Linked DNA regions of Arachis hypogaea: region 2 is linked to region 1. A link is a contact called in public Hi-C data. All regions are on one chromosome and are shown on one strand. Each heading gives the region's core, a stretch centred on a gene start, on an enhancer-like site or on the middle of the called end of the contact. The rest is flanking DNA. Distances are from core to core; before and after follow the strand shown.

Region 1 (4,933 bases), core at 2,388-4,887:
AAAGACCAGGACTGACGCCAAACTCGAGGAATAGGCTGCAATTGTTGAATGAGGAAGAAGCGCAGACGACAAGACGAAGACAAGCGCGAGAGGCGACGGCACTCCTTGTGGCAATGGTGGAGAAGCTAGGGTTTCTTTCAGTTTCCTTTTAATTTGGGGGAGAAGCTTTGTTCAGTTCACTAAACCTTAAGGCTTGAACTGAAGGGTGAAGAGAGGCACGCATGATTCTTTAAATTTCAAAATGGCATCATTTTTATTAAACCGGCCAGGTCCTAGTTCAGCAGTCCACATGCAGTTTTTGTAATTGCGATTTTTCAATTAGACCGAACTATAGACATCCATTTCTCGGTTAAATAGTTCGGTTTTCAAAACCATCATACAAAAAAGTGATGTTGTTGACCAATAAAATATCCATTAAATGAAGGGGAATTGAATAAAATATCCACTAACACACAATATGAGTTTACAGTTTACTAGTCCTTGAGAAGAAAAATTGAATCAAGGTTGTTTCATATTTTTTTTACATTTTTGTTATAAGTGTAGTAGAATAGGCTTATATAGGTGATTTTTCATTTTCTCATTCCAGTTTGGACAGAACACACAAAGGAAAAAAACAAACTACTATATATCTTGATTCAATCTGAGTATAATGAGACTTATATCTAATCTTCATTATAAACTATGGCAGAATTTTTATTATGATCAAATCGATTATAGTCACCAATACTAATGAATTACATACCTAATTTATCTAGTACTCTGAAAGTTGCACCAAGCTCAAAATCACTAAGCTTATACAAGTCTAGCCAAATTCTGAGTGATAATCCAAAAAAAAGAAAAGGAAAAATACCTAGATCCTACTACTAAAGATCAAGTATTAACATTTAGTTTCTAGGGGCTTGCTTAAATGGAAGCAATGGTCATACCAATTGCCAAGAGAAAACAATGAAATACTACTTCGCCACAACCAGAAAACTAACTTTGTTTAAAGCTTTATTTGAATTTGATTAATGTTGGATAACCTTTTAAATTCCCTGATCAATTCCCAATTCTACTACTACATCAAGAGTACAACAGAAGGAGGATAAAAACTATCCTGCTGAGACCAAATAACTCTCAAAAGAAATAAATAATAACTGTAGAAGGTAGAGACCAAATAATTTCTCCTATATTTCGGTAAGTTACCCTAATGTGTCAAAAATTGTTTTCTAATACTCAAACTTATAATCACAAGATCATGGACACAATAAATTGGAGAACAAATATATTAGGAAGTTACAATTCAACTATCCAAGTATCCACATTGGCTATTTTCAAATGTAGGACATACTCCAAAATTCCAAAAATTTGATAGAGGCATGTTAGGACATACTCCAGTAATCCTGAATTCAGTAACGATGCAATTCAATGCCCTTTTCCTCATTCATCATTCAACGGGTTCATCTACCTCAAAAACCTTCCTCAGTTTGTCTTCATCTGATTCAAAGACTTTCCTTGCCTGTTTCAGCTCTTCATTCATGGACAACAATTCTGTACATCGATTAAGTTTTGGCAAATCCTGTAGCAGTATAAGAAATTGGGATTAATCCTGAACAAAAATGTTCAATCATGAATTCGATCAATGTTTATGGATACTTGAAAGTTGCAAAGTTGCAACAAATTCTGAAGTATTAGCCTCTTGACAGTACAGCTCTTTATATCATGCCTCAAAGCAATTGAAGACAAAATGGTGTTAAAGGCAAATCATAAGTGCATTTTCTTGGTAGTAAAAGACGTGGATTTGGTATTGGGACCGTTACATGATTTGACATGTTTAACTAGATTGTTATCTAACTACTCTCAATTATCAACTCCAGATTAAGACAACTCCATGTGAAATTCTTTTATGAACAAAGAAGTACCTTGCGAATCAAATAAAGGAAATCCTCAACAGATAGCTTCCCTCTCTGTGATCCAATATCTTGAGCTTTATGTACCTTCCAAAGGAAAAAATTTCAAAGCACAAAAATAAAAGGTCCAAATTAATCCACAACACTGTAATTCAGTTGAACAAGAACAATGAAAAAGTTAGGTTTAAAAAATAAATAAATTAGGTTACCAATTCCGTGACATATTCCACAACAATATCCTCCATAAGCGCCACACTTTCAGGAAGAGGCTAATTGTGCGAAGCATAAAAGAGATCAAAGTTTAGTATCCATTAACATTCACATCCCAAAAAGTAATTAAGAGATGTAATAAAAGGTTAGGGCACTTACATTTGGATCATCTCCAAAGCCGTACATCATGTGCTGCACTGTTTTAGCAAGCATAAGGAAAATTATTAGTGACAGTTACATGCATAAAAGAAACGTTTTTCTTTTTCATCTTAAAAAGAAAAAGGGAAACAGAAAATTGCAACGAAAAAAAAAAAACAGGAGGTTGGATAGGAGTGGTTACTAACGTTCTTTTTGGAAGACTCCTCTTTTGCGCTTTGAAGAAGTTTCGGAAGGTTGAAAAGAAGCACTTCTTGGTTTCGACGAGCTTCCACCACCGGAACTGCTCATTCTTCCGCACAAGAAGAAGAAGGAATGAACGACGATGAGTTCGGATTTCTTCTTCAGATTCTCGTTTGGTGTGGATAGTTTTGGAGTAACTTCGCTGAAGATCCTGCACTCTTGAGAATTCAGATTCTTCCTTTCCAATTCACAAGCTGTTTTCTATGATAATCGGTAACAAATTCAGGTCGGATAATTTTTAGCAACAAGAAAACTTAACTAATTGATTATTCAGCAAGACAGCAACAAATGATGATAATCATTAACAAATTCATCTCACTGATGATTTTCAGCAATAAAAAAACTAGCTAATATTTTCAGCGACAAATTATTCAAGGTTCGGTGATGATAACCAGTAACAAATCATGTCAGTGATGATTTTCAGCCCAAAAAAAAAAACTAGTTCCGTGATATTTTCAGCAACAAATTCAACTGTCATCAACAAAACTGAAAAAGATAGATCATAGGAATGTGTTGGAACTCACCAATCGGGGACCAGCTTGTGGTTGCGCGAAAGAAGCTGACGGCGGCGGGGAGGAAGCTGACGGCGAGACTCGAAGCAAGAAGACCAGCCCGGAGACCTGCTGGTTCTGCCGCCGCCGACGATGAGCGCAAGGAAAGCGCGCGACTGAGTGTGAGACGATGATGAGACAGAGAGCGATGATGACGACCAGTCCCGGGACCTGCTGGTTCTGCCGCCGGCGACGACGAGCCCAGGGAAGGCGAGCGAGCGCGACTGAGTGCGAGACTGGAGACAGTGAGAGAGAGCGGAGACGAGAGTGGGAGAGAGCTTGAGTGCGAGAGCCAGTGAGCCACAGTGAGTGAGTGAGAAAGCTCTAGCTTCAGTGAGCGAGTGACGAGAGGAAGGAGACGTTCAGGGATGAAGAGAAACGACGTCGTATGCTCGTATCGAGTGGCGTGGAAACTGGAAAGGGGAAATCTTGGTGGGATTATGGGTATCCATGGAGAGAAGGGTGCGATTGCGTTGATGATGATAATGATCTGAGTTGGGCTTTTCTTTCTAGTCAAGTTCTATGACCAAAATTATAAAGCAAACATTCTCTTCACATTTTTAGATTTTTACATATCACATGCCAGGCCTTAGTCCAATGTTATTATTATGTGTGAGTGGGTCTGTGTGTGTTTGTATGACAAAAATAAAAACTTAAGGCTTAGCTAGATGAAAAAGTGGATAAAATCCTTAAACATTATAGATATAAATGTGGTGCAGATTAATTTATCATGTTTAGAATTGAAGAGTGTTTATTTCATTTAATAAAAAAAATTACAGATCCTCCAATATAAAGAAAACAAAAGCTTTTACATATCCTCATTCACCACATTTTGAAGGCAAAAGAAAAAGAATAATTGGTTCAAAAGACTTTTAAAAACGAAAGAACAACAATAAGGAACTACACAATTACAATCTTTCAAAAAAAAAAAAAAAGAATGGACCCTTCTTTTCAACATATGAGAAAAGAGAAAAAAAAATGCTTGCTCTACTTCTAGATGCATCTTATAGAGCAAAGCTTATCTAGTCAAGCATGAAACACCCACACGTGATTTTCCATTTGTATGCCTGTTTGACAAATCAAAATCCTCATGTCTTAATCTATCTCCCTTTTTCTTCCACTACGAACTCTCTTCAATTTTTCTTGGGCAAGTGAAAGGAAGAAAAGGCCATCAAATCTGTGAGTTCCTTTTTACTTTTTTCAAATTTCAACAACTTTTGTAATTTGAATACTGATTGTTGCTACATAAGCTCTTTTATTGATTTCACCAAACATATGTGGCTATCTGCAGAGATTACAAAGAATGGGGCATGATAACTATGATGTAGGAGAGAACCCCTATGATGATCCTTTTTTGAAGGGATGTTGCTGCTGCCATTGTTTTTGGGGCATCTCTTCCATTTTCAGTTGCATTCAGAGATGGTTCCATTTGATTTGTGACCCTTTCTTCAAGTGTTTTGGCAACAATAATAATATTCAATCTGAATACCATCACATCCAACGCTGAGTTCTTGTTATGCATACAAGTTGTGTCACTTAAATAGTGTTTATTATTCTCTTTTAAGAAATTACATCAAAATTCAGTGATAATAAAGTAGGTAACAAATGTTGAAAAAACATTTATCTGTGTACAAAGATATAATAGAACATTTAAGCAAGGGCTAGCATAAGCTTTTGGGTTTTTTAAGCGTTATGCAGCAGGTTGTATGTTTTTTTTTCTTCTATTTTTGTTTGGTGACTCGGTAGGTTGTATGTTTGTGCTTAATATTATAAAGGGTAAAGTACTATAAATTAGTACTAATATTTGGACGTAATTCTGTTTTAATCCAAAAAAATTTTATTTAGCATCAATTTAGTCTCATAGTAAGGTCAAACTTAAATAAT
Region 2 (5,072 bases), core at 1,840-4,339, 280 kb before region 1:
GCCACAGTAAAATTACTAGCTTCACGGGAGGTTTTCAAAACACGGTATCCAGGCCATTTCACTCTGTTAGCTACACCGGCACCGGGACCAGTGTTCATATACTCAGCATAATACAGAGTGTCCAACCCAATGCTCCCATTCCATGGTGTCCAACCTAGCGGGCTTATAACGTCGCTTATATAATTTTGCATAAAAACTGTTCTTGAATACTTTTTCCATGGCCTCCCCAAGAAATATTCCGTCGTCTTAACAAACGGAACAAGGTCAGAGTCAGCGATTATGTTGCAGAATTGCAACGAGAACCCTGTTGGTTCGTTAGGATCTTCTCTGCCGTGTGCAGTGATTGCGTTCTTTTGGTCCGGTGACCCTTTTTTGATAAGTATGTTGCATTTTTGGAAGACGGCAGTTCCATAGCCGAAGATGAAATCGACTGTACCGGAAATGGTGCACTCTCTGAAGAATTGACGCATTGAGTGAACGTAAAGGGTGTCTTGGTAGCCGAAGATTCCACAACGGAAAAAGACGGAGAAGTCAGAATCGGTTCTTAGTGCCACGGCTTGCTTCTTCGCTGGCCCTGCTGTGTTTTGAAAAGTAATGTCTCGTGCTATGAACCCTTCTCCAACTACAACTGCATATGCCAAATGCGTACATAAGAAAAAAAAAATTCAAATTAAATGTTAGAAAAAGTGCATCTTTTTCTTTTTTTTTTTTCGTGAGAATGGTATAATAGCACAACTTGCGCATTTAATTACTCATTGAATTCTAGAGAAAATAATACAAATAATTATAAAAAAATCAAGAATGTTATTTGTATATTAGAATTAATTATTATATATTTGTGTATAAATATTTGTATAATTTAATTTATTTTAATATATTTTATATTTTAATAATTTTTTATATTAATAGTTAATTTTTTATATAAACTTAAAAAAATTATAAAAAAATAAAACAGAAATCATATATGGCCATATATATAGTTAAATTCTATTGTGACTGTCATTATGGTAGATATGGTAGCAAAAGTATGATAACATTTAAAAAGTATAATTTAAATTAAATTTATATTTTTATTAATTGAAAGTATTTTTAAATTTGATTATATGTTTTACTAATTGAGTTGTTATTGTTAGAAGAGTTCAAAAGAGAAGTGTAACGAAAAAAATGTTAGTTAATTATTATTTAGAAAATAATGATCCGTTTTTAATTTTTGTTTCATATAATAATTTTAAATTTGTAAATTGAAAAAAATTGGAGTCAATGGCCATTAAAAAGTTAGACGATGTTATAGATTTTATTTTATAAATATATACATATAAAAGACATATTATTCTTTTTATTTTAACAATATCACTCTTTTTTTATAAATTTATGCAATCACACACATTATGGTCTTTTTTATTACGTCACTAATGATTACTTCTTCTAGCATTAGTTTTTGTTTTCATTTACACAACTCATTATGAAAGATGTTAAAAAGTAATAGAATTTACTATTTTTAACTAATTATTAAAAATTAATATTTAAAAATATAAATTAAAAATATATTGTTAAACTGCTAGACTACAAAAAATACCAACAAACTACAATGAATTACGTTGGCCTTGAACTTTTCTCATTACTTATATCAATCAATCGATTTGGTTATATATTTCTAATATATCCATGAGCAAATATGATAAATTAATATATATACATATATAAAAATTGATCAAAAGTAAAATTTAAGCAAAGTTTATATGAAAGAATGTAAAAGATTAATGCTAGTGTATGTTGTTACGAAGTTAAAATTCTTACCAAAGGTGGCCGATCGAAAAGTTGTCCAGCCGTCGACATAATTCCGGTTGCCGGTGATAATAGTGGCACCGATACCATCTCCGATCATCATGATATTCCTGTTATTCTTATTAATCTCTACGTACTCATTGTAAACACCTCTCTTCACGTAGATCACAAACCTCGTATTACTATTATTCGGCGCTGCCATAACCGCATCCATGATTCTTCTAAAGTTTCCACTCCCATCTGCAGCTACCACGGCGTTCGGAACCACCCTATTTGCTTGCAGAAGCTTTCTCTCCCTCGGCTTCACCCACGAAGGAAATCGGCCCTCGCCGGCGCCGGCCTCAGCATCTTCGAAGAAATCATTCTGGGACACATCAACCTTTGCGAGAAGATTCGTTACTGGCGATGTCACTAGTCTAAGGCCAGGGGAGATTAACCCTTTGATGATACTATTTGTGCCTTTGAATCCATCGAGGCATGTGTCTAAATTTGCTAGGACAGCACTTAGCCATGTCGCTAAATCCAATTCTAAGTTGTTTCTCCCTGCAACATTAATTATAATAATGTCACATTTTACATTAGGTTAGTGATTAGTATTGTTAAGTATCATGGTATCATGATCTGACTTTATCATGAGTGAAAAAATATGTATGCAATTTTAGTTTTTAGTATTGTTAAATTAGGTTAGTGATTAGTATTGTTAATTTTTAAATCATGAATTACATTAGTTTTTCCGCACCAGTGGACAAGCTGACATGACAGATGAAAAGTTTGATCATGGAATAAAAATTGAAGAAACAATTTAATCGTTATCTATATTAACAACAATACCTCATCTAATGGCCTATATATCACATTGCAATTAAACTTTTCTATACTCATGCTTGAATCCACCTAAAGAATACAAATAACTAGATTGTATGTAAAGGTACCTTTGGGATTTTGAATGACGGAGAGAAACAAATTAAGTTCATCGGAGGACATGTCCAACAAATTAAGACCGTCAAGAATGGCGTTTGTGAGATGGAAATTACCAAAACCACCGGTAAACATGGACAGGATGGAACCAACATTTCCCAAAAGCCCAATAACTTCCTTAACAACACCGACGAACTCAGAAGGCACGAGGCATGTTGAGCCTTCCGAACCGCAATTGCCAGAAGCAGAGGCCATAGAAGTAAAGTTTCCAAGGAGAAGAATCAACAAGAAGGTGAGTGCCACGGCGGTTAGTGGCACTTTCTCTTTTCTTGCTGAACAAGGAGCCATATTTTGCCGCTATGTGCTTTTGGTACAATATTAGTGAGGTGATGTATGTTGAATGTGCTATTGATGTTTTGCATTAGTGAAGAAGTAGTCTTTTATAGGATTATAGTTATATAACGGATATAGAATGTGTAATGAAAGAATGTGGTAATTGCTTAAATAACTCTTCAACCGATAATCACAAGTGTTTTATGAAACTGAGAGTTATTAAACTCTGAAGTATAAAAGTAATAAATAATATTGTCTATTGTGAATGGTTAAGTGAAATTAAATTAATGACGAATTGTTGTTATCTTCTTATTAATTAAGCGTTGATGAAAGGTTTAATCCAATTCGTTAAACCTTTTGTTTCAATAAAACTTGAAACAAGATAAGATATCTTGTAACTCACGGATTTTTTCCATGTGTTGCAAAGTTTATTTATATTTTTTTTAAATTTTTTTAATTACAATGTTTTAGATTTTTTTTTCCAAAAAGTAATTTTTGTTGTGCAAGTTTAAATTTAACAACAAAAAGTTTATCTTTTTGTCTAAATAGTTATTCACATTAAGTTGTTTTCATATGAAAATATTAACATGTATTATATTAATTAAATAATTAATTAAAATTTTTAATTAATATATACTCAAAGAGCACTTGATAAAATTATTATTAAAAAAAATTTTGAACTTTTTATTTCAATAAATGTATAATAAATGTTTTGAAATTTAAATTTCATTAAGAACACAGATTAACTAAATTCTTAATTAAATATATTAAATTATCAAATTATTTTTAACAATCATCACAATTTTTAGGGTAAATCACCCATCTGAATAATTAATATAGTTTCAATAGTAATTTGTCCTATTTTAATTTTCATTCCAAAATATTTTTATACAAATTTAACTGACTTAAAATAATATAGTATAAGTGCTCAATAAATCATTTTAAACAAAAATGATTTACTGGGATTACACAATGTACATAATCCAATTTATGCTAAACGATTAACCAGGTAAAGAAAATTGTGATAAATTGATTTCTGTTTGTTGCCACAAATTTTGACCTGTAATTCAACTATGGTGTCGAACTGATTTATATATATGAATTGAGTAGAAAAGATTTGGGACGAAATTAGTTGATTATGTGTGGGAAAATTTTTGACAGAGTAGGAACTCGACTATTGGATACAATAAGACACGCAGAAAATAGCGATAGAAAATTGCCTATCGCTTCTCTAACCGCTGTAAATTGCCAAGATAGCTACGATTGACATTTGAGTTCTTCAATGTGACGCAAAATCGGATAGATTAGCGGCGATTTCATGAAGAACCTCCGCTAACCCAAACACTTTATCATAATTGGTGGTTGTGTTAATAACATCATAGCAGAGAACTCAAAATCAAGGAAAATAGAAACCCGCGAAAGGAGAGTGGAAGCACGCGAACCCCTATTCTCTGTTCTACCATCACTATAAAAAAGCATTGAATATCATCGAATTTACCGTCGAAGAAAAGAATAAAATCCGACAGTAATTTAAATACCGTTGGATTTACCGTCGAAAACAATCAGACGATATAAACCTTACCGATAAATATTTACCGTTGAATTTTTTCATCCGACGGTAATTACCGTCGGAAGTTGCGACGGATTATAGAATTGAAAAACTAATTGGTTACCGATGGATTCTTCCGATGATAATGTTGGCATAAAAAATGTTATTTTGCTCACTGTTATTGTCAGATTATTCCTACGATAATCTCAATTTTTTTATTTTTAATTTGAAATAAATGTCCATTTTAATTTTAAATTTAAATTTTTCACACAATTAGTGGAACATTCATAAATAATAAAATACTGCTATTTAATTAAAATAAATAATACAATGTTCAAATATATTAAAAGTCAACTACATCAAATATGTACAATGAAACAATAAAACGGAAAAGAAATAACTATAGATTTAGGTAGACGTCGTCATTGTTGGTCCCGGGGCCCTGAGTCGGCGGCGCAGAAGGCGGTGATGTCTATATGCCATCAGC

Evidence for each region. A called contact is a pair of places that touch in the nucleus more often than the background predicts.
Region 2: a Hi-C map of leaf shows a contact between it and region 1, with 2.6 times the contacts expected there. The contact joins the promoter of LOC112797212 here to the promoter of LOC112797205 in region 1. A contact is called at or near these places in 2 of 8 Hi-C or Micro-C datasets (both in leaf).

What each region holds. Positions count from the first base shown.
Region 1 is chr4:109,250,406-109,255,338 of arahy.Tifrunner.gnm2.J5K5, reverse strand. LOC112797205 (transcription initiation factor TFIID subunit 13) reads right to left here and starts at 3,637. Exons shown (of 6, transcript XM_025840024.3): 1 at 3,023-3,637; 2 at 2,444-2,699; 3 at 2,259-2,296; 4 at 2,099-2,158; 5 at 1,902-1,976; 6 at 1,138-1,558. The coding sequence starts at 2,546. The coding sequence ends at 1,427. LOC112797206 (a long non-coding RNA gene) reads left to right here and starts at 4,030. Exons shown (of 2, transcript XR_003199678.3): 1 at 4,030-4,228; 2 at 4,341-4,863.
Region 2 is chr4:109,534,345-109,539,416 of arahy.Tifrunner.gnm2.J5K5, reverse strand. It overlaps LOC112797212 (pectinesterase/pectinesterase inhibitor PPE8B-like), which reads right to left and starts at 3,089. Exons shown (of 3, transcript XM_025840033.3): 1 at 2,718-3,089; 2 at 1,798-2,328; 3 at 1-628. The coding sequence starts at 3,051.